Regions from separate parts of the Mus musculus genome. Here all the other regions are linked to region 3. The links are chromatin contacts, called in public HiCAR-type and promoter capture Hi-C maps. All regions are on one chromosome and are shown on one strand. Each heading gives the region's core, a stretch centred on a gene start, on an enhancer-like site or on the middle of the called end of the contact. The rest is flanking DNA. Distances are from core to core; before and after follow the strand shown. Region 1 overlaps Slc4a10 (solute carrier family 4, sodium bicarbonate cotransporter-like, member 10). Region 2 holds the start of Tank (TRAF family member-associated Nf-kappa B activator). Region 3 holds the start of Slc4a10 (solute carrier family 4, sodium bicarbonate cotransporter-like, member 10). Region 4 overlaps Dpp4 (dipeptidylpeptidase 4).

Region 1 (4,583 bases), core at 1,777-4,276, 260 kb after region 3:
CCCAAAGATCACAAAACCTGAAACAAAAATTTTGATTAATAAATGAAATGAATGAAACATTTTATAATTGTGTATTTTTTCCAGTTTTGTTTTCATGGGTGTTTATTAAAAGGATTCATCCTCTTTTCTATAGAATATGTTTGGATCATACATGTATTTCTTTTCTCCTGCTGGTAATTTTATTTATAAATATGAAGAGCTTTGGTTTTACTCAAATCATTTAAATAGGCCAGATTGGACCATAAATCCTATGAGGTTTTAGCCAAAAGCATTCTATGAACAGAGCTCTACAGCATGTGGCGGATAGTCCCTTTCTCTGTGGTATCTACAGTTAGAGACAACACTATGCTGCATCTTCTTTCTGCATGAGTGTTTCAACTTTCCAAAATGTCATAGAAGGCATACAGAGAATCATACTTCTAATAATGTTAATGCAACATCAAAATATTGTGAAACTGTCATTGTTTGTTTAGTTTTCTGTTTACTATACTCAACACTTTACCAATCCATACATGGTATATTAATACTTATTCCACCTGACAATTTTTTCCCAAGGTTAGAAGTTTGAAGGGAAGTAATTTTGAAGACAAAATTTATTGCCCTTGATTTTTTCCCCATCTTCCAAGTCATTATACCTCCAAGCTTACTCATCTGGTAACGGACACACTGTGTTTTCTTAATAAAGAAAATAGTCTTACTCTTATTTCGTATCAAACATCTTTGCTGTATCCCGTACAAGCAGAATATATAGATATGGTAGAGGCACCCTCTTTCATTGACTACCATCCCTTTCATAGTATATTCCTGAGGCCATTCTCAGCATGAAACCTTTTTAGAATTTCATTTCTCTTAGTATTTGGAAAGCACTTCAGGAAAATGCAGTGTAATCTCTCATGCTACCTTATTGTCTCTAGAACTATAGAAAGACACCATTGGTTTCTCCTGTTTGTTCATGACATTGTAAAGAACAAGTTGACAGTGATCAGAACTGTAGTAGAACTTGCCACTGAAACTTTGCACAGTGGTACCAAGTCAAAGCTTTAACTGAGATGTGATTATCGCTAGTAGAATTAGCCATTCCTTTTGCCCATAAGTACTGGCAATGTTTATTTGGCATTTATACGGGTGTGCATATCATGGATGCATTCAGAGAATTTATTAACCGGCCTGAGACCTTGTATAGAGATTCCATCATTTCACACTCTGCCTTATCATGCTCTCATTCTGTTTACTGTTGTTGTTTTTAACTTGAAAGTAAAGATTTTAAGAACAACTGAATACCACTAAATTTCCTAGAACTTATACTTTCAACAAGGATATAAAAATGGAATAAGACTTCAGTTCCAAATGAGAGGGAACAAACCTTACAATATATTTATGGGCGTGGTTTAGAGATCCTGAAAATCTTACATAGATTATGACAATGATACTTTTCATATGATCCTAATTGCATAGAAATAAATGGGAAACCCAGTATTTCATTCAAGAAATAACCTAAACCCAAACATTAAAATATAGTTCTAAGAAGTGCAAAGAGGACATTACTCCAGCAAAGTGGAGAGATGGAGGAAAGGGCATGTGGAGACGCTTATGTTCTGTTTGGAATTAGCACTGGGAAAGCAGCGTGGAGGAGGACATGCGGGGGATGACACCAAGCTCACATCCAAGGTTCACTTTCTACTTGAGGGCCCAAATTTGGGTATTTTCTTTTCTGGAGCCTATGAATTCCCGTGAAAGTTATGGTAGTTCTATAGCATCTTGTACCAACGTTTAGTGCTCCAAGAGTGTGTGCAATAGAGTGGATAATGGACAAGTTGTTCTGAAATGTTCACATTAATTGAGGAACTCTGGTTGTGATCTGGCAAGATGATAAACAGTAGAAATGTCTCAGCTCCCCGAGACTTGAATTTAAAGTGAGCTCACCTCTTGTCCTTTTGATGATAGTTACAAGCTTGTACCTTTATCCTCCAGGGTTTTCCTATCAGTAGCCCATTTCTGGACTTATGGCTCTGAGAAAACATTCATTTGACCTTAAAATTCAATAATGAGTTAAGCAGAATAAATAGCTACACAGGCCAGTCCAAGGTCGCAGAGCTTCTGTTCCAAATTTTCATGTACTTCATGCATATGCATATGCATATGCTTCGGTTTTTAGAAAGAAAGGATTATAATCAGGGTAGAAATGAATATTGGAACCCTGACATTTTGCACATTGCTCTGTGTAAAGGGAAGACTGCAGAATCAATTCTGGATGTCCAAATGTGCTCAGAGTACCAACATGCCTTCCTTCCTTCTTCAATATCCTCCAGGACATTGCACACAGGACAGACAGACTGCCACTAAATGCAAACAACTCAACAGAATGTTTGCTCTGGGGTGGTGAGCAAGAGTGCGGGCATTAGGTAGAGGCTGGGAAGGCAGGTCTGTAGAAGTGTTCGTATCTGCACCTTCTTCCTTACTGATTGATCACTCTAACACATACAGAATAGAAGCAAACAAAAAGAAGGCAAGTGGAGCCTTGTGATCATGAAAAATTCCAAGAAAGTACAATCTAAAAATAAGCACAATTAAACAAATTACAGCAAATGCTTTCCTTCTTAGAAAGGTAAGAATTGGCTGTAGGTTTAGGAAGAACGTCCTTATTACTGACATCCATAAGCGTTTTTTGTTTTTTGTTTTTTTTTGTTGTTGTTGTTGTTTTTGTTGTTGTTGTTGTTTATAATTCAGCTATAGAGTGGGGCAAGCATGTTCTATCTCCTGAAGCAGCACTTTCCCAAACTGTGGTTCTAGGAGCTCTGCTGCTCCAGCCAGCACCTTGTAGTATTTTAAGAATGCAAATTCATAGGCTTGTTTCATCAAAGTGCCGACGCTAGAGCCAGCAGTCTGTTTTTTGAAGACCTCCAGGTGATTCTGACATCTGAGATAAACATTTTATTAGACTCACAGACTCTCAACCTCTCTAAAAAAGCTAAGTTCTTAATATAAGACGACAGTGTCAGAATTTTGAACTTACAGTAATTTAGGTGATGACTTAAAGGTGCTGAGTCAGGTCCAGGGAGAGTGAGGGGGGTCAGCAGTCACAGGCACTGCCTGGCAATCTGTCCTCAAGATCTTTCCTAAACCCACATGTCGAAGGAGAAAACAAACTGCTGCAAACTGTCTTCTGACTGCCACATGCCCCCCCCCCTCTCTCTCTCACACACACACACACACACACACACACACACACACACACACACACACACTTCAAAAAGTTGCTGAGTCAAGTTCTGATGCATCCATAGCCTTACACCAGATTACCTTTTAAGGGGTTTATTGTTTTATGTTACCAACTCTTTAATCCATTGGAAATCAGATATAATACTTCTTGTTTGTTTGTTTGTTTGTTTACATTCCAGTCGTTGTTCCCCTGTCAGTCCCCCCTCCCACAGTTCCTCATCCCATTTCTCCTCCCCTTTGCCTTCCTAAGGGTGCTCTCCCCACCCAGAACCTGCCCCCTTCCCTGGGACCTCAAGAGTATTAAGCTCTTCTTCTCCCACTAAGGCCATACCAGGCAGACCTCTGCGATATTTGTGCCAGGGGCCTCGGATTGGCCTGTGTATGCTCCTGGTTGGTGACTCGGTCTCTGGGCGCTCCCTGGGGTCTGGGCTAGTTGAGCCTGCTGGTCTTCCTATGGGGTCCCTCTCCTTGTCAGCTTCTCCAATCCTTCCCCTAATTCAACCATACAGGTCCCCAACTTCAGTCCAATTGTTGGGTGTAAGTATCTGCTCTGTCTCAGTCAGCTCCTGGTAGGGCCTCTCAGAGAACATCTGTAAGCACATCATAGCATCAGTAATAGTGTCAGGCCTTGGTGTTACTCTCAAAAGATGGATCCCAAGTTGGGCAGATCATTGGACAACTTTTCCTTCAGTCTTTTCTCCATTTTTGTCCCTGCAGTTCTTTTAGACAAGAACAGTTCTGGGTTAGAACTCTTTGTTAGTCACCTTGTCCCTACACTTGAGGCCCTGTCTATCTACTGGAGGTGGACTCTTCAAGGTTTCTCTCCCCACACTGTTGGGCATTTTGTCTTAGGTCAACCTCACTGACTCCTGAGGGTGTCTTCCCTCCCTGGTCTCTGGTACCTGATCCTGTTCCCTTTCCCCCTCCTCCTCCTCTCTCCCACCCAAGGCCCTCCCTCCCTCTGCCTTCTGTGATTATTTCCTTTCTCCTTCTAAGTGGAATTGAAGCATCCTCACTTGGGCCTTTCTACTTGTTACACTTCTTAAGGTCTGTGGATTTTATCCTATGTACTCCGTACTTTTTGTACACACCATGCATGTCCTTTTGAGTCTGAGTTACCTCACTCAGGATATTTTGTAGCTCCATTCATTTGCTTGCAAAATTCACGATGTCCTCATTTTCAATAGCTGAATAGTCTGAATAGTATTCCATGGTGTAATTGCACCACAGTTTCTATATCCATTCTTGAGTTGAGCGACATCTGGATTGTTTGCAGCTTCTATCTATTACAGCTTCTACCTAATTGTCTGCTATGAACATGGTCATTTATTGTTTTTAAACTATATACATATGCACTATCTGCA
Region 2 (4,819 bases), core at 1,531-4,030, 450 kb before region 3:
GGGTAAAATGGACTGCCAATATAGTTATAATTTTTATTTCTCTGATGGTTGGTGGCATTTAACATTTTTATATGTTTATTGGTCTTTTGTATCTCATCTCTTGAGCTGTCCATTTCATTGGCTGATTTTTGATTGGGTTGTTTCCATGTTTAATTTATTGAGTTCTTTATATATTCTAGATATTAATCCACTGTCAAATTCCGTAACAACAATTTTCTCCCATTCTGTAGGCTATATCTTTGCTTATTTAACATGAGGTCCCATTCATCAATTATTGGCCTTATTCTCAGAGCAAATAAAGTCCTATTGACAATTTTTGCCTAAGCCTAGATCTCCTCCACTTTTTTCTCTAACCGTTTTAGAGTTTCAGTTCTGACATTCAAGACTTTGGTTCTTTTTGAGTTGATTTTTTTTTTTGTACAGGTGAGAGATATGAATCTAGTTTCATTCTTCTATATATGAATGTCCACAACACTATATTTTTAATATTCATTGAATGTCAATGCTGATGAAAGTCGTAATCATTACAGGAAAAATAAAATATATGTCTGTGTTTTGATTTAAAAATCATCAATTTTAAACAGTTCTGTCAGCATTTAGGCCCGTTGCACATGTACAGTCATTTCTCTTCATGACTAAACATCATGGGAATGGAAAATAAAAAAAATCTATGTGTAAGAAATGCATATTTTCCTTATTCAAAGTTTGCAGCACATCTATATTTCTAACTGCCTATGTAGTCAGCCTTGTGTTCTTAATGTATTATTAATTCTATAATTTTAACAAGGAATTTCTAAAGCAGCTTCAAGTGTACTCAAAACCAATGCTGAATGAACTAGATTTCATTAAAATGTGAAATTTCTACTCTTCCAAAGATATTATCAGGAGGCCCGTGGCCTCTCATGCCCTTAATTCTAGTACCAAGGAAACATGAACAAGCAGATGTTTGTGAGTTCAAGGCCAGCCTGGTTACATAGAAATTTCCTGGCTATCTAGACCTGTTTAAAAAACAACTAATATAAGCATATGCAAAGAAAGGCCATGTGCCCTTAAAGAAAACACTTCCTCTCCCAGAAGTCATCAGTTAAATCAATCAAGACACAATTGCCTGTTAGAACAACCAAAATCTAGAATACTAAAAACACTGAATGAGGACTGGCACAGACAGAAACTTTCCTTCATTACTGCGCTAACAAAATAGATACACACTTACCATCTTTCATATTCTTTGCATCTGCCTTAAGGAGTTGATAATTTATTTTTTCCTCATGAAAATTAGAACATTGTTCTTGCTAGCAGTTTTTTCCACCTCAGCACTGAGGATGAAGATGAGGAACATGCTGGAAGTTTCTAGACCTTTCTCTCAATTTACTTTGCATCTAACCCTGCTCTAGAGAAAACAAGTCATTTTGTTTTATTTTAATATGAGCAGTGCTGTGTCACAATTAACTTGATGACTTAGTGGGAAAAAGTGTTTACTTGATCTAAATGTTATAGGTGGGAAGTTCTGCTTGTTAAAATTTTGAGTAATATTTTATAATATTTTTTAAAGAATCATATAATGTGTTTGTTCTATTTTTCCTTTAGAAATATATTATAATGCATATATGTCTGGGTGAGGGTATAGGATCCCCTGGAACCAGAGTTACAGACAGTTGTGAACTGCCATGTGTGTGCTGGGAATTAAACGGGGGTCTTCTGGAAGAGCAATCATGTGTTTAACCTCTGAGCCATCTTTCCAGCCCCACAATGTTCTGACCATATCCCCCTCAACTCCTCCTAGATCCATCCCCTCTCCCAACCTTATGACCTCCACCTCCCACCCCAAGTGACCACAAAGTCCAGTTTGTGCTGCCTGTATAAATTCAGACATAGTATCATCTACTGAAGCATGAGACACACCCTAAATAAAACTGGCCTCCTCCCCTCAAGTCCACCCACTGCCCTTAGCTCCTCACAGATACTGGTTTGACATATGGGCTTGTGAACCCCACCCACCACTGTGGTAGCAGGTTGATTGGTTGGATCTTGCTTAGGTTTTCTGTGAGCAACCGCAGCTGATGAAAGTTTTTTAATAGTTTTAAACGATGGTTTGAATTTTAAAATTTGCCCCAAATATTCAAGCTAACGGTTAGAACCAGACAAGTGTTTGAATCTTTGAACTAAAGAGAAAATGGGGCAGCCAGAACCCAACTCTCTTGTTCTAACACGGAAAAGATGTTTTTCTCACTGCGTCCATCTGAAATTTCTCTCTCAGCTATCATTCAAGCATGTCTGGATAAAATAATGAGAAACTTTTAATCCCCGAGAAATTTACTAGAAATTGAATTTTTTTTAGCAAGTATATCCATTGGAAAGTATTACTAGTGGGAGGAAACACCGAGTGTATATGTAATATTTCTCAAGTTGTGGACTTTAACTCAATTATATTCGCATAAGGATCTGGTGAAAACTGTAATTTCCTGGGCCTTCCCCTACCTGCTCTAAACAGGAATTTCACAATATATCAAGTTTTTCTGAGTGGTTCTCTAACCTACATATAAGGTAATATTAGAAGTAGTTATTTACTGTTTGCTCAAAATTCTAGCTAAGACACTGAAGTGACCTTTAAACAAATGACTTATGTTTAGGGTTCTCTTACTGTCAGATGCTATTTCCTGTATGGCCCCGGGCCTCCAAGGAGCTTGGCGGGGCGGGGCTTTGTGGGCGGGGCTTTCCTGCAGAGGCGGGACGTGGGGCGGGGCTGGCCCTGAGGATGGAAGGTGAAGCGTTAATGACTCAGAGCGCAGTCGCTGCCCTCTGAACTGGAACGGAAAGCTACTTCCGGTTGCAGTCATTCTGCCGGGCACCGGCGACCTGTGGCGTGAGCGAGCACAGCCGGAACCCTCCACTGTGAGTAAAAGCGGAGACAGGGAGTCTGGGTCGGCCGAGCCCGGGGACGCAGGGCTGGGGTGTGTGAGCGGGTGTGGGATGCGCTGCGCTGCACCGAAGTCTCCTCCGAGAAGTAGAGCTGCGGCCCCAGCGAGTTTACAGCGCGATTTTGAGCGAGAGAAAGCGCGGGTCCCTGTCCCCGAGCTGACCCTGTGGGGCTTTCCCGGCCCGTGACCTCAGCTCCGCGACGACAGTCCCCCACCCGTCGCGGCAGGGTGACTGCCGCTCTCCTCGCTGCTTCCCGGGGCTGGAAACGAGCGCGGCACGGCCTGCGGTGTTGGGGCGCCGGGGATCCCGGAGTCCTCGACTTCGCAGAAGCCGGTCGCCCCGGCGGTTATGCCCTCGAACACTTAATAGACTCTTTGTGTCTATCCCGGGAGTTGCACAATTCCCTTCTCTGCTTTCCTGTGGAGTGTCATCATAGTCTTGTCAATGAGAAGTTGGGTAACTTCCCCCTAGGAGTCCCGGAGAGAATGGGTGGCCAAGGCTCAAAGAGCAGAAGTAGCCATCCTCCTTCCCTGGTCACCCAGTCATTAGGTAGAGTCTCCACCGTCGTGTAAACTGAGTGGCAACGAGTTATACACCAAAAACAAGCAAGCAAGCAAACAAACGAGAAGAAAAAGAGCAATGCTTGTCCTGAAATCCGATCAAGGGGGAAGATGCTCGCTGTACCCCCAGAGGACTTAGGCTCTCTCACTATTAGGCTGGCTGTACAAAGCAGCCTTCTTGGGTGTCTTTTTCTCTCGCAGAAACTTTTGAGAAGTTAACATGAAGAAGAAACGATAAGCTAGAAAGTGAAGAGAGGTGGAGTAACACCCCGCCGTTTGCCCAGTAACAGAAAGACAAGCACCACCTTCTTGCGAAAAGCCATATTGTCCCCTTTGAGAGGGGCCGTGAACCCCTCAAATGATAAAGGAGAAAATGAAACCACCCCGCTAAAGCGTTTTCAATCATGTAAGACAAAGCCTTCCACATCTCTTAAAGGCGCCTACTCACGTTGTTTTGCTCCCCTATGGAAATGAGATCATTGCTTACTCTGTACACCCTCTTCTCTTGGCGTTGGTCACTTTTCCCAAGTTTGGATTTTTATGTCGTTTTTTTTTTCTTCCTTCCTTCCTTTCTTCTTTCTTTCTTTCTTTCTTTCTTTCTTTCTTTCTTTCTTTCTTTCTTTTCCTTTCTTAAAGGTACAGTTGTTGCCAGGCATGGTGGCTCATGCTTTTAATCCCAGAACTCAGGAGGAAGATACAGATATAGTAACCCTTCATGCTATGTGCCACATACTGTAAAGAACTATTAGTCATGTGGCTTTGCCTAGGTTTTGTATCCAAGATTATTGTCCTCTTGCAAATTATTGAGATAATTTCCTGTGCTATTTCATTTTAATACTTGACTCATTTTAAACATCTGAAGTTATTCTTGTACACTGTAGAAACATAATTATGAATTAGGTATCATAGGTTTTTTTTTTCAACGTAATAAAAACAAACATACCAGGAAGAGGAATTTTCATTTGAGGTATCGTCTCTATCAGAATGGCCTGTGAACTTGTCTGTGAGGTATTCTTTTATTGCTGGTTGATATGGGAGGATCCAGCCAGCTCTGAGTACTATGATCCCTGGGCAGGTGGGCCTAGACTTTATAAGAAAGAATGAGCAAGCTGGGAGAAGAAAACTGGGAAGTAGGCATCAACCTTCTGTGGTTTTTTGCTCCAGCTTCTTGCTTGAGTTTCTGCTCCAACTTCCCCCAGTGATGGGTTTTGAACTATGAGTTGTAAGATGGAGTGAACCCCTTCATTCTCAAGTTGCTTTTGGTCATAGTGTTCATCATAGCATCAGAAACAAAAGTACAAGTGGGTTAGGTGAGTAAGTTGACTTAGCAAGTAAAGGTG
Region 3 (5,023 bases), core at 201-2,700:
TGTTTGTTACGGTTATGTGTGTGGGTAGGAACACTTACTTACTCATCAATTTTTTTGTAGAAAATCAAGTTGAGCCCACTTATTCCTAGTCAAATATCTTAAGATTCAGTTCCATTGTATAATCTAAATGTCCTATGAACAAAACTGTTACTCTTAACATTACAGTATAAAAACTAGTAGTTTCCCAGAAAGCAATAAAAACTTATTTTAAGAATTGTATTGAAGATGAAAAAGTTATCCATAATTCCATCTACAATAAGAGATATATAAACTTTAGTGTATTATTAATATTATTTTATGTAAATTCCCACCATTAAGGATTATAAAATCTGGTGGCTTTTTAAGTTTATAATAAATTATAGCCATCCTCTTTTAGCTCCTAAGAGATTTTTATTTTTATATACTTTAAACTTTTATATTCTTAGTCTGAGGTCCAGGGATAGATGGATTTCATTACTTAAAATAGATACAACCAGGAACTGTTTTGGCCGCCCCCTATAATCTCAACATTTAAGACTAAGAGACAGGACGATAACCATTTCAAGGCTACTCTTTGCTTCTTACTGAGACCCTCTCTCAAAGACCTAAGAGATGGACATACAGCTCAGCGGTAAATATTTGCCTAGCATATCTGAAGCCCTGGGGTTGACTGCACATTCAGAAGACAGATCCCATAATTAATTTCAAGAAATATGTATGCAAAATGAATTCCATAATTATTTAAAGAATGTGTGTGTAGACCATCGCCAATGTCTTTTTTCTAATGGTGTTCTTTGACTCCTCTCCTTCCATGAATTACTTAACTAGTTAAGGCAAGGAATATATGCCTAAGCTACTGATCAGATTTGCCACCTTTTAATTGACCTTTAATATATTTTAGTCATTGCTATTGCTATTGTCAGAATATTTTCCATTCCTGTCTGTTTTGAGAGACAAATTTTAGAAAAAAATCCTTTTTAATAGTGTATGACTTGCCAGTTTCTCACAATTTAAACATAGTAAATGTCTATTTTACCACTTACATTTTTAAGTTAGTGAATGGTTCAAGCTCACTGACATTCTAATTTTGAAGTCATATTACCTCAAATATCATACTAAATGATAGTAGGTAAGAGAACTCCTATTTAGACTTTGCATTGACATCACCATATTTGAACTATTATTTCCTATTGGATTCTGGAATGCAGTGAGTGTCTTAAGGTGTCAAAATCAGACTGAACTGGTTAGAGGCCAGCATGAACTCATTTGTTTAAGAAGTTATCATCTCAGGCAAAATTCTCACTGCCCTTTGGACTTGTAGCATCATCGTCTGTACTTTATACAAGTATCCAGGTGTGGGCAGTGATTCAGGGCTTGGGGATCTCTCTTACCGGCCCAAGGATTCAAGGCAATCAGTGCAAAACCTGGCCAGCAGCCCGAGTGAGTAGGAGCCATGTGACTCTGGTGAGTTGGAGTGTGCAGTTGCCTCCTGCTTCAGAGCTACCTGATCCGAATACTAAGCAGAGCGAGTGCCCGGCTGAGTGGAAGACACTGAAGACACTGCAGAGCAAGGTGCTTTTTTTCCAGAGGTGTTACAGAACATGGAGATTAAAGACCAGGGAGCCCAAATGGAGCCGCTGCTGCCTACGGTAAGAGACAACCTGCTGTCAAATAGATTAACCGCTTTGCTGCTGAACCTGTCAGGCAAGTGGTACGCTGCTAGGTGCTGGCAGAGTGTACTTTTGGGGTGGTGGATAGCTCCCACAGCATATGGACAGGGTCTCCTCCCATCTCCGGAGACCAAAATGCTTAAAGCAGAGCACATGCTTTTTTTTTTTTTTTTCCCTCCTCAATATGGATGCAGCATGGTGATGAAATGTCTCATATTTGTTGCTGTTTGAAGAAATGGCTAGGGTTTAGCAGCAGGGACAGTTATGTGTCTTTCTCTCTGCCTGCTATTGCTTATCTTTCTGTTTCCGAAGATTTGCAGTGCTGACTCAAGCTCCTGCAAAGAACCCCCAAACCCCCTTATCCTATTTAGCCCTTAATACATTTCTTCCTGTGCTCCATCCTCAGGCAGTGAGGTGAGGGAATCTGCTGCTGTTTTGAAGCTCTAGAGATTTGATCTCAGCAGAAAACGGGAAAAGGGTCGTGTGTGTGTGTGTGTGTGTGTGTGTGTGTGTGTGTGTGTGTGTGTGTGTGTGAGTGTGTGTGGTCTGTCAGTTCTTTCTCAAATGGACGTGTGCCACAGTTCGTGTATGTGGAAGGTATGCGCTTTTGGAGACAGGCATACTATTCACATATGAGTATCTGAAAGGTTCCTGAACTGTCATTTGACATTAGCCCATTTGTTTATCGCTGGGTCCGTTAGCCGCCTGCTTGATTTAATATTTGGTGTGATTGATTTGCCTGTCTTCTACACAATCCCTCTGTCTGGCGCACAGACTTTGACTTAAGGCAGCATCCCTTTTAGTCTGGGGCAGCTCAAGGGAGGCGTGGGTGAGGGGTGGGAGGAGGTCAGTATATACATGGTGAAGCGGAGATGCCAAACGTTAGCTCCTAGCTTTCTATCAGCGTGATCATTGCTCAGAACAGCAGAAATCTCCGCAGCACCAAACCATGTAAGAGAGAAGCTCTTCGGTTGTGACCCACCTTGCAGACTAGGACCGCTGTAAACTGTCCTTTTCCAAATCCGTTCTCATCTTTCTAATACACAGTTATGTGATTCCGTAGAAGGATAGAGCAATTTCTGGGCCGCTGATTTAGGGCCTTAGGCTGCAGCCGGGTTCTAATGCCGCAAAAAAAGATCCCGGTTTGCTTCCTGCATCAGCTGTGGCTACTGAGCATGCCCAGTGTTCCCCAGGACACCAGGTTTGGATAGGGAGGGAGCAGAGAGGTGGGAAGAACACCAGTGTCACCACGAAGAACAGAGCCTAAATTAAGAGCAAGGACAGTGGTGGGGGGTGGGAAAGGGTGTCAGATAATTGGCCAGCACTGTCGTAAAGCTAGAGCCATTGTGTGTGTGTGTGTGTGTGTGTGTGTGTGTGTGGTATTTAAAAAAAACGAGTAAAAGATTTGTGTACCTTCTTAACTTGAATAGATACATAAATCGTGCTTCTGTGGTTATTCGGAATAAATAGTCTTAATGATACCAGGAGCTGTTTGTTCTGTAAACGACAGGAACTATACACAGGAATTACAGGATGGAGATTTAGGAAAGATTAAATATAGGGGGGAAAATCCCTTTTGTGGCAGGGGAGTGGATGGGGGTTGGGACTTGTCCTAGAAAAGCAGGCTGAAGCCAGTTTGATGTGGCTTATGGATTGTCACTTGGTGGGAGCAGTTAAAGGATTTAAGACCAAATGAGGATTATCTGCAGGGGTTTAGAAATGGATGACTTTACTGGGCTATGGGTTTGTGGCTTAAAAGAGCAAGGAACATAAAAGTTTGGCTAGAAAAGAGGAACTATCATAGAAAAGAATTAAAGGCCACATTTAAAAGTTTTCATTTCCTTGGTGTTAATGGATAATATAGAATAGTTTTACAGGTTAATGGTAACACAAGAACCATGTTAGCAATATGTTTTTAAAAAGCCTAAAAAATTAGGAAAAAATGGTGGTTTTGGCCCGATTTTATATTTGTATAGTGTTGTTTTTAACTTCTCCAATTGCTTTAATCAATAGAAAAAAAGGTCATTTCTGCTATGTAATAAATAAGAAATTGAGGCACATGGAGTCCAAATAAAATGTTGAAGGTTACATTGTAAGGAAGCCAGGCTAGACTATAGATCTTCAAAAACTAGTTAAAAAAAATCACTCAATATTTTTGTGTTAGATTTTTTCATTATAATTTTTGTTTTTTATTAGATATTTTCTTCAATTACATTTCAAATGCTATCCCAAAAGTCCCCTGCCCTTCTCCCCAACCCACCCACTCCTGCTTCATGGCCCTGGCATTCCCCTGTACTGGGGCATATATAGATTTTTTTTTTTTTAAATCAGGCTTACTGCAATCAGTTTCCAGTCTCTTTTTATGTATGTTTATACACACACACACACTGTGTATGTTTATATGTATATAAGTTTATATTTATACATTTATATGTATATCTATATATACATATGAAGAAAAAGCAATATTATTTAGGAACATATTATATTGAGGCCTGGTATTTCTTTTTTTTTTTTTTTCGTGTAACCTTGGAACACTTAGGTCTTTCAGTTTACAACTGAAAAATGGAAATGCTATGGTATATGCCTTTTCATTTCATTTTTAAAAATATTTGTTTCTTTATTTCTCTGTATGTAGGGTGTAACTTCACTGCACATGTGTGGAAGTCAGAGGACAACTTGTAAGAGTCAGTTCTCTCCTGTCACTGTGGGTCCTTGGTATTAAATAAGCTCAGGTTCTTGGGCCTGGCAATAGTCACCTTTGTCAACTTATTTATCTCACAGGTCTAAGGCCACATTTTAAATGTACTTTGACTATATAGGTTAGCTGTAGAAGGATAGTGACTCATTCACTTAGCTGCCTCTGGGCAGAGATCTGTCTATTTTATTATTTTATTTGTGAAAAAGTAGATAAGGTTATCTTAGGAAATGGAAAATGTTAGAAAAAGAGAACATGGATTGTCTAAGTAACATTTTTATTTAATTTGATTTATAATCTAAGTTATAATTTTAATTTAAAACAAACTTATTACACATTGCTGCTTTGGAAGACATGTATAAGTAATGAATCCCAAGTCTTACTTGAGTATCTATTCTAGAAAGGTAGACTCTAGGAATAATGATATGCACAGGGTATTGTTTGTGAGAAGGGGAGGGGATCAAGAATCTACATGTTGTAAGCTTATGGTAAAAGTTTTGAATTCAGATTAAGAAAGTAGGATAGTTTAAAAAGGGAAGAAAAAAATCTGGTCCAAGCAGTCAGTCTAATCAGAGTTAGAATGTATGGTTATCTGTTTATGACATCCTTTTAGTTTAGGCTTTGATGATGGCTGCTTCAGCTGTACCTACATCTGATCGACAGGTGTGCAGTTCAA
Region 4 (4,490 bases), core at 590-3,089, 290 kb after region 3:
TAAATGTTGTGATGTACACACTGTAGCTGTGATGAACTAGACATGGTGAGAAACGCAACATACTGAGAAAAAGACGAAAACTGTGATAAAAGTGTCATGATGCAAATTGTTTTACATTAACAATATTACACTACAAAGAAAGAAAGACAAATACTTTAATGCAGCAAGAGAAAAATAAAACAAAAGCTTCCCCCTGCAGTTGCAAGAGAAGTGTGCCATTTCAGTCCATGGTTCCCTGCTCACTGGGAGCAGCCTCCCAAGGGACTTTTCAATGAGAGAGACAGGCAGCTGCCAAGAGCACACCCTCTTAGGAGCTCTCCGTGCAGGAAACAACCCTTCATCCCCCAAATGCAATGATGTCACTTTGCCTCAGGATCCACTGGTGAGTGGTTCATTACTGGACCATGTGTCCTAGCTTCTCTGGTAAGACTCTATTTGCCCTCTGTATGGCACACTTCAAGCTGTGAAGGAAACATGCAAAGCGAGTGTATAGGCAATGCATGCATTTCTCCAATATATCATTAACGGCCGGGAAGATATTAATTGTACTATTTTCATGCACCCCAATTGGATGATCCCCCATTGCCTATCCATGGAAACAGGAATGAGAAAAAGGAAATGGATGACTAAGTTACAAGCTGAATAGTCTATCACCAATGACAAAAAACGGAAGCTCGGAGTGATAAATGGGCAGGGATGCAATGGTAGTGCAGTTGGCACTCTCCTGAGGCTAGAAACTTCCGGAGAGCCCCCTGCTGCCAGCAACAGTCTGGCAGAGAGAAGTGGAAAGGATTGGTCCAGCGGCAATGCCGATTCCACAGCATCTCTGTGAGGAGGTTTTTCTTCAATCCCCAAGAAGAACCATCTGTAGCTGCTTGTTGGATCATGCTGGTTCCTCAGCTACCTTCCAACAAAGAAATCTTTGTATTTTTGAAATAAAGGAAGGAGCTGATGAGAGTAGGGGAATGCTGTGAGAAACAGGAGGTGTGACAATTTTCACGCTACCCTTTGTGCCATCCATAAACCAGAAGGACGCTTGGCTCCCTGAAGATAAGGATGGTGGCAACTGCCATGCCTTTGAAGCTTACATCATGGCAGGTGTTGGGGTCTCCTGGAATCACTTCTGTGACTCTGGGAGGCATATATGGTTACTGCCATTATGTAGAGGGGGAAATTCAGGTTCAGGGAAGGAACACAGCCTCCTCAAGTTCAAACTTCTTGAAGTAATGGAAACAAACTTTCAATGCAGGCTGTTTGAACTTCAAAGCTCAGGTTCCTGACCAATATATTCTATAGTCATTTGATCACAGCCAAACTACTCATTACCACCCAGAGGCTCCTGGAGAGGACCAAACATTCACTGGGTCTGAGAGATAACACCTTACCAACTCAGGAAGCTACAACCTTGGGCTTACTAGCTTACTCTATGGATTCTCCTGAAATCAATGCTGCATGAATAATATTAAAAGGTGCCATTTGGAGAATTATCATTAATACTAAGCAGAGGGCACAGAAAACATTTAAGAGAAACTGAATCCAACCCATCAAATAAGATGTTGTACTTGTTTACATCCACCCAACAACTGCACCCAGGAGCTGCCAAGGAAAGAGCTCCCATCCACCCCAGACAGGGGGCTCTACCTCGGGCCTCACAAGCAACACTGGCTGCTTTAAAGATCACACAGCAGTCAACATTTTATCAGCACTCCACAAACAAGTTAAGGTTTGGCTTAAATCTGAAGGTCTCTCTCCCTTTGGCATATTCTGGGATAATAGAACAAATGTCAAATCAGTGCAAGATGGCATATTTACAAAATTGCACCCTGTTTTGCATAACCTAACGATGCAGCATCCTAAGGATTGAACGTTTCAAATCTGCTAGCAGAAGACTGCCAAATCCATGACTGTTTCATGCACTTGCCAAAAGCCTATCAAATTTTGAGCAAAATGCAAAATAAATCTCCTCTACAAGTTAAATCAGCCCTTCTGTGTGTTCCAGGCTGCCCTCTCCTCTTGGCAGCAAGGCTCAGGACTGGGGCCCCACTCCCCCTGCCCTCTGTCTTCTACTTCTCTGCTTATTCACAAGACAATCCCTTCTCCAGTCTACGCCCTGCCATATGTATTGGTCACCATTTGGTCTGCTCTTCCCCAAGCTATCCCCTCAGTTCAATAGATCTGTCTTAGAGATCCCAGGAAAATCTTTCTCTCTGTCACTGTCTCTCTCCCTGCTGCCCCCTCCCCACATAGTAACCTGTTGGGAGCCTCTCTGATCTTCCTGGTATCTTCCCCCTTTCTCTGCCCTTCTCCTTCTTTCCTGGCTCATAGAGTGTCTTCTTCCCTTTCAAACCCTCAACATCTATATGTTGCTTGAAATCTTAGTGCCTCGGTTTCCCTGTCAGTACAATGGTGGGAATCAGGGAAACTTGAACCTGATCATTCTTGTAAAGCTCTTAGAATAACAGTCTAGTTATACTAACACAATAATGAATGGGTGAATGAATCTGGGTGGGGGTGGGGAGCTGAAATCCTTTATTTTTGACTTCTCCTTTTCCCTGAACTTCCTACAGGCTTCTGACATAGATAACCAGGCCCTATGGTCACAATTGGGAAGTCTCTAGTCTTTTCCATACAAATTGGATACTGTTGTGATGTTCAAGTTATGTTCCATTACCATTTAAAAATTTATCTCTCCAGTGTTTTTACTATTTTTCTTGTCTATAAGGAATAAACTTTTGAGCAAGTCAAATGGCAGACACTTTGAATAAATGAACGAAAGACTCTTACATGTTAGTGTCTGATTGCTGGTGAGCTTTGAGAAATTGATCACCCACCCATTGGTCAGGATCCCAATCCTTGGGTTATGGCTACACTATGGCATGTGTTGGGTCACAGATTGCAGAATTGCCTCCCTGGTTGTCCCATTTCTTTGCTTAAATCCCTTGCCATTTCTGTCTGTTATGCATGGAGACTGCAGGTAGAGAAGATTTGTCCACAGAATTACCCTGCTAAATAGCTCAGACATGTCACCTTTCTGGGACCAGGTCCTTGGGGGATTCCTCTTTGGGGTCTTTGTAGTCTTTAAAGGAGTTCCTGCCTTGTCATTTGTCCATAGTGGGTGATGATCTTCAAAAAGTCTTAGGGGGGTCACTGCAGGGGTCACTGTATTGAGTCAAAGCCTGAGTTTCACGATCTCCCAATCTTCATAACTATTTTTAAAATATCCGAAATAATATACCTGCTGTGGGGAAGTTAACCACGTAGGTACATGCCTTCACAAATGGTATACTAGCTTTGAGCAGGGCACACACTGACAATACACCTGGTGGCATCTCTTTCCTCAGTAGTAAAGAGGTCCAAATGCACAGGTGTGTTCTCTTGGAGATTTGGGTTCCTTTAAAGTCGGGGTCATTTATCCCCTGGTACTGACTCATCTCATTGAGTTGTACTGAAAATTATGTTCTCTTCCAAATTCTATAGTTCTATGTGTCAATGGCTTCTTAGCTAAGAATATAAACTTACTTATTGCACAACCGAACATTTTGTGCATTCCTAACTCTGGATGTGCTAAGAGAGTCCTGACTAAATGGGACTTTTTTTTTTTTTCCAAAATATTTTCTCGACCCACAGAAGTGCACAGTGACAGAAACCTTTCAGGAATCATTGAATTAATTCTCTGTCTTATCAAGGGATAGGACAGAAGAGAGAGGAGAGGAGAGGAGAGGAGAGGGGAGGGGAGGGGAGGGGAGGGGAGGGGAGGGGAGGGGAGGGGAGGGGAGGGGAGAGGAGAGAGAGAGAGAGAGAGAGAGAGAGAGAGAGAGAGAGAGAGAGAGAACCTGGGAAAGAAAAGAAGTGGGAGATGACAGGTCCAGAGGGGCAGCTGGGGCCTTGGAGGAAAATAGAATGTTTGAATATATTCTTGCCAGAGACAAAAGCACAGGCTCATTTAAAAAACAAAGGAGGGCAGCTTTATTCTAAAACCTGCTGTGCACCAAAAATAGGCAACTTAGATTCAGGGTTCCTCTCAGACTCCGATCCCCGCGCGCGGATTCAGTCCTCCAGGCTCAGAGGAAGCAACCAGCGGAGCGGGGCTCAGTGGAGACAATTCCCTCAATGCATTTACCTCACTTTTCTCCTGCCCACCTTAGCTATCACCCTCCCAGATAATCCCTCTGAGTAACACATTGGGAACCTTTAGCTCCCTGGTACTGGCAGTTTTAATGTGTCCATTGCCAGCAATGAATTTCATGCCAAGAAAACCCGACTCCTGGCGTGGAAGGATTAAACAGTCCTCGGGTGCCATCTGTGCAGTGAAGAGGAAGGCTGACTTCGTGCACCCAATGTGCGTGCGTTGCCATTGGCAGGAGGAAGTGACTTCTATTTACACGACTACCTCATACAGGGAACACCTAAGGGGAGAGATGAGAATGGCCACCACTGTGGGAGGTAGAGCCAGGGGAAGGGAGGATTGGGGTCTACAAAAGGAGCCTATA

The links. Promoter capture Hi-C pulls out the DNA fragments that hold promoters and counts their contacts. HiCAR-type assays count read pairs that join an accessible place to other places.
Region 1: a contact with region 3 is called in a promoter capture Hi-C map of second pharyngeal arch cranial neural crest, with 2.6 times the contacts expected there. The contact joins the enhancer-like site here to the promoter of Slc4a10 in region 3. A contact is called at or near these places in 7 of 39 promoter capture datasets (the 3T3-L1 cell line, 3T3-L1-derived adipocytes, embryonic stem cells and 4 more), 1 of 115 datasets of contacts at active chromatin or transcription factors (forebrain) and 1 of 9 other capture datasets (adipose tissue).
Region 2: a HiCAR-type map of astrocytes shows a contact between it and region 3, with 2.4 times the contacts expected there. The contact joins the promoter of Tank here to the promoter of Slc4a10 in region 3. A contact is called at or near these places in 1 of 15 datasets of contacts at CTCF or cohesin (the NIH/3T3 cell line) and 2 of 115 datasets of contacts at active chromatin or transcription factors (astrocytes and forebrain).
Region 4: a promoter capture Hi-C map of hippocampal neurons shows a contact between it and region 3, with 2.7 times the contacts expected there. The contact joins the enhancer-like site here to the promoter of Slc4a10 in region 3. A contact is called at or near these places in 3 of 39 promoter capture datasets (the HPC-7 cell line, hematopoietic stem and progenitor cells and hippocampal neurons) and 2 of 115 datasets of contacts at active chromatin or transcription factors (SST interneurons and stem cell-derived neural progenitor cells).

The regions. Positions count from the first base shown.
Region 1 is chr2:62,305,510-62,310,092 of GRCm38.p6, forward strand. The region is part of intron 22 of Slc4a10 (solute carrier family 4, sodium bicarbonate cotransporter-like, member 10); the gene reads left to right. Among named protein-coding and RNA genes, the nearest start is that of Dpp4, 100 kb to the right of the region's middle. Within about 2 kb of position 3,027, at least 8 of the 459 cell types and tissues checked have an H3K27ac peak or open chromatin away from gene starts, as enhancers often do. A contact at or near this core is called in forebrain and second pharyngeal arch cranial neural crest, where this site is marked.
Region 2 is chr2:61,590,317-61,595,135 of GRCm38.p6, forward strand. It overlaps Tank (TRAF family member-associated Nf-kappa B activator), which reads left to right and starts at 2,781. Exons shown (of 8, transcript NM_001164072.1): 1 at 2,781-2,892.
Region 3 is chr2:62,045,065-62,050,087 of GRCm38.p6, forward strand. Slc4a10 (solute carrier family 4, sodium bicarbonate cotransporter-like, member 10) reads left to right here and starts at 1,451. Exons shown (of 26, transcript NM_033552.3): 1 at 1,451-1,628. The coding sequence starts at 1,581.
Region 4 is chr2:62,337,727-62,342,216 of GRCm38.p6, forward strand. All of the region lies in intron 23 of Dpp4 (dipeptidylpeptidase 4), which reads right to left. Among named protein-coding and RNA genes, the nearest start is that of Dpp4, 72 kb to the right of the region's middle. Within about 2 kb of position 1,840, at least 13 of the 459 cell types and tissues checked have an H3K27ac peak or open chromatin away from gene starts, as enhancers often do. A contact at or near this core is called in hippocampal neurons, where this site is marked.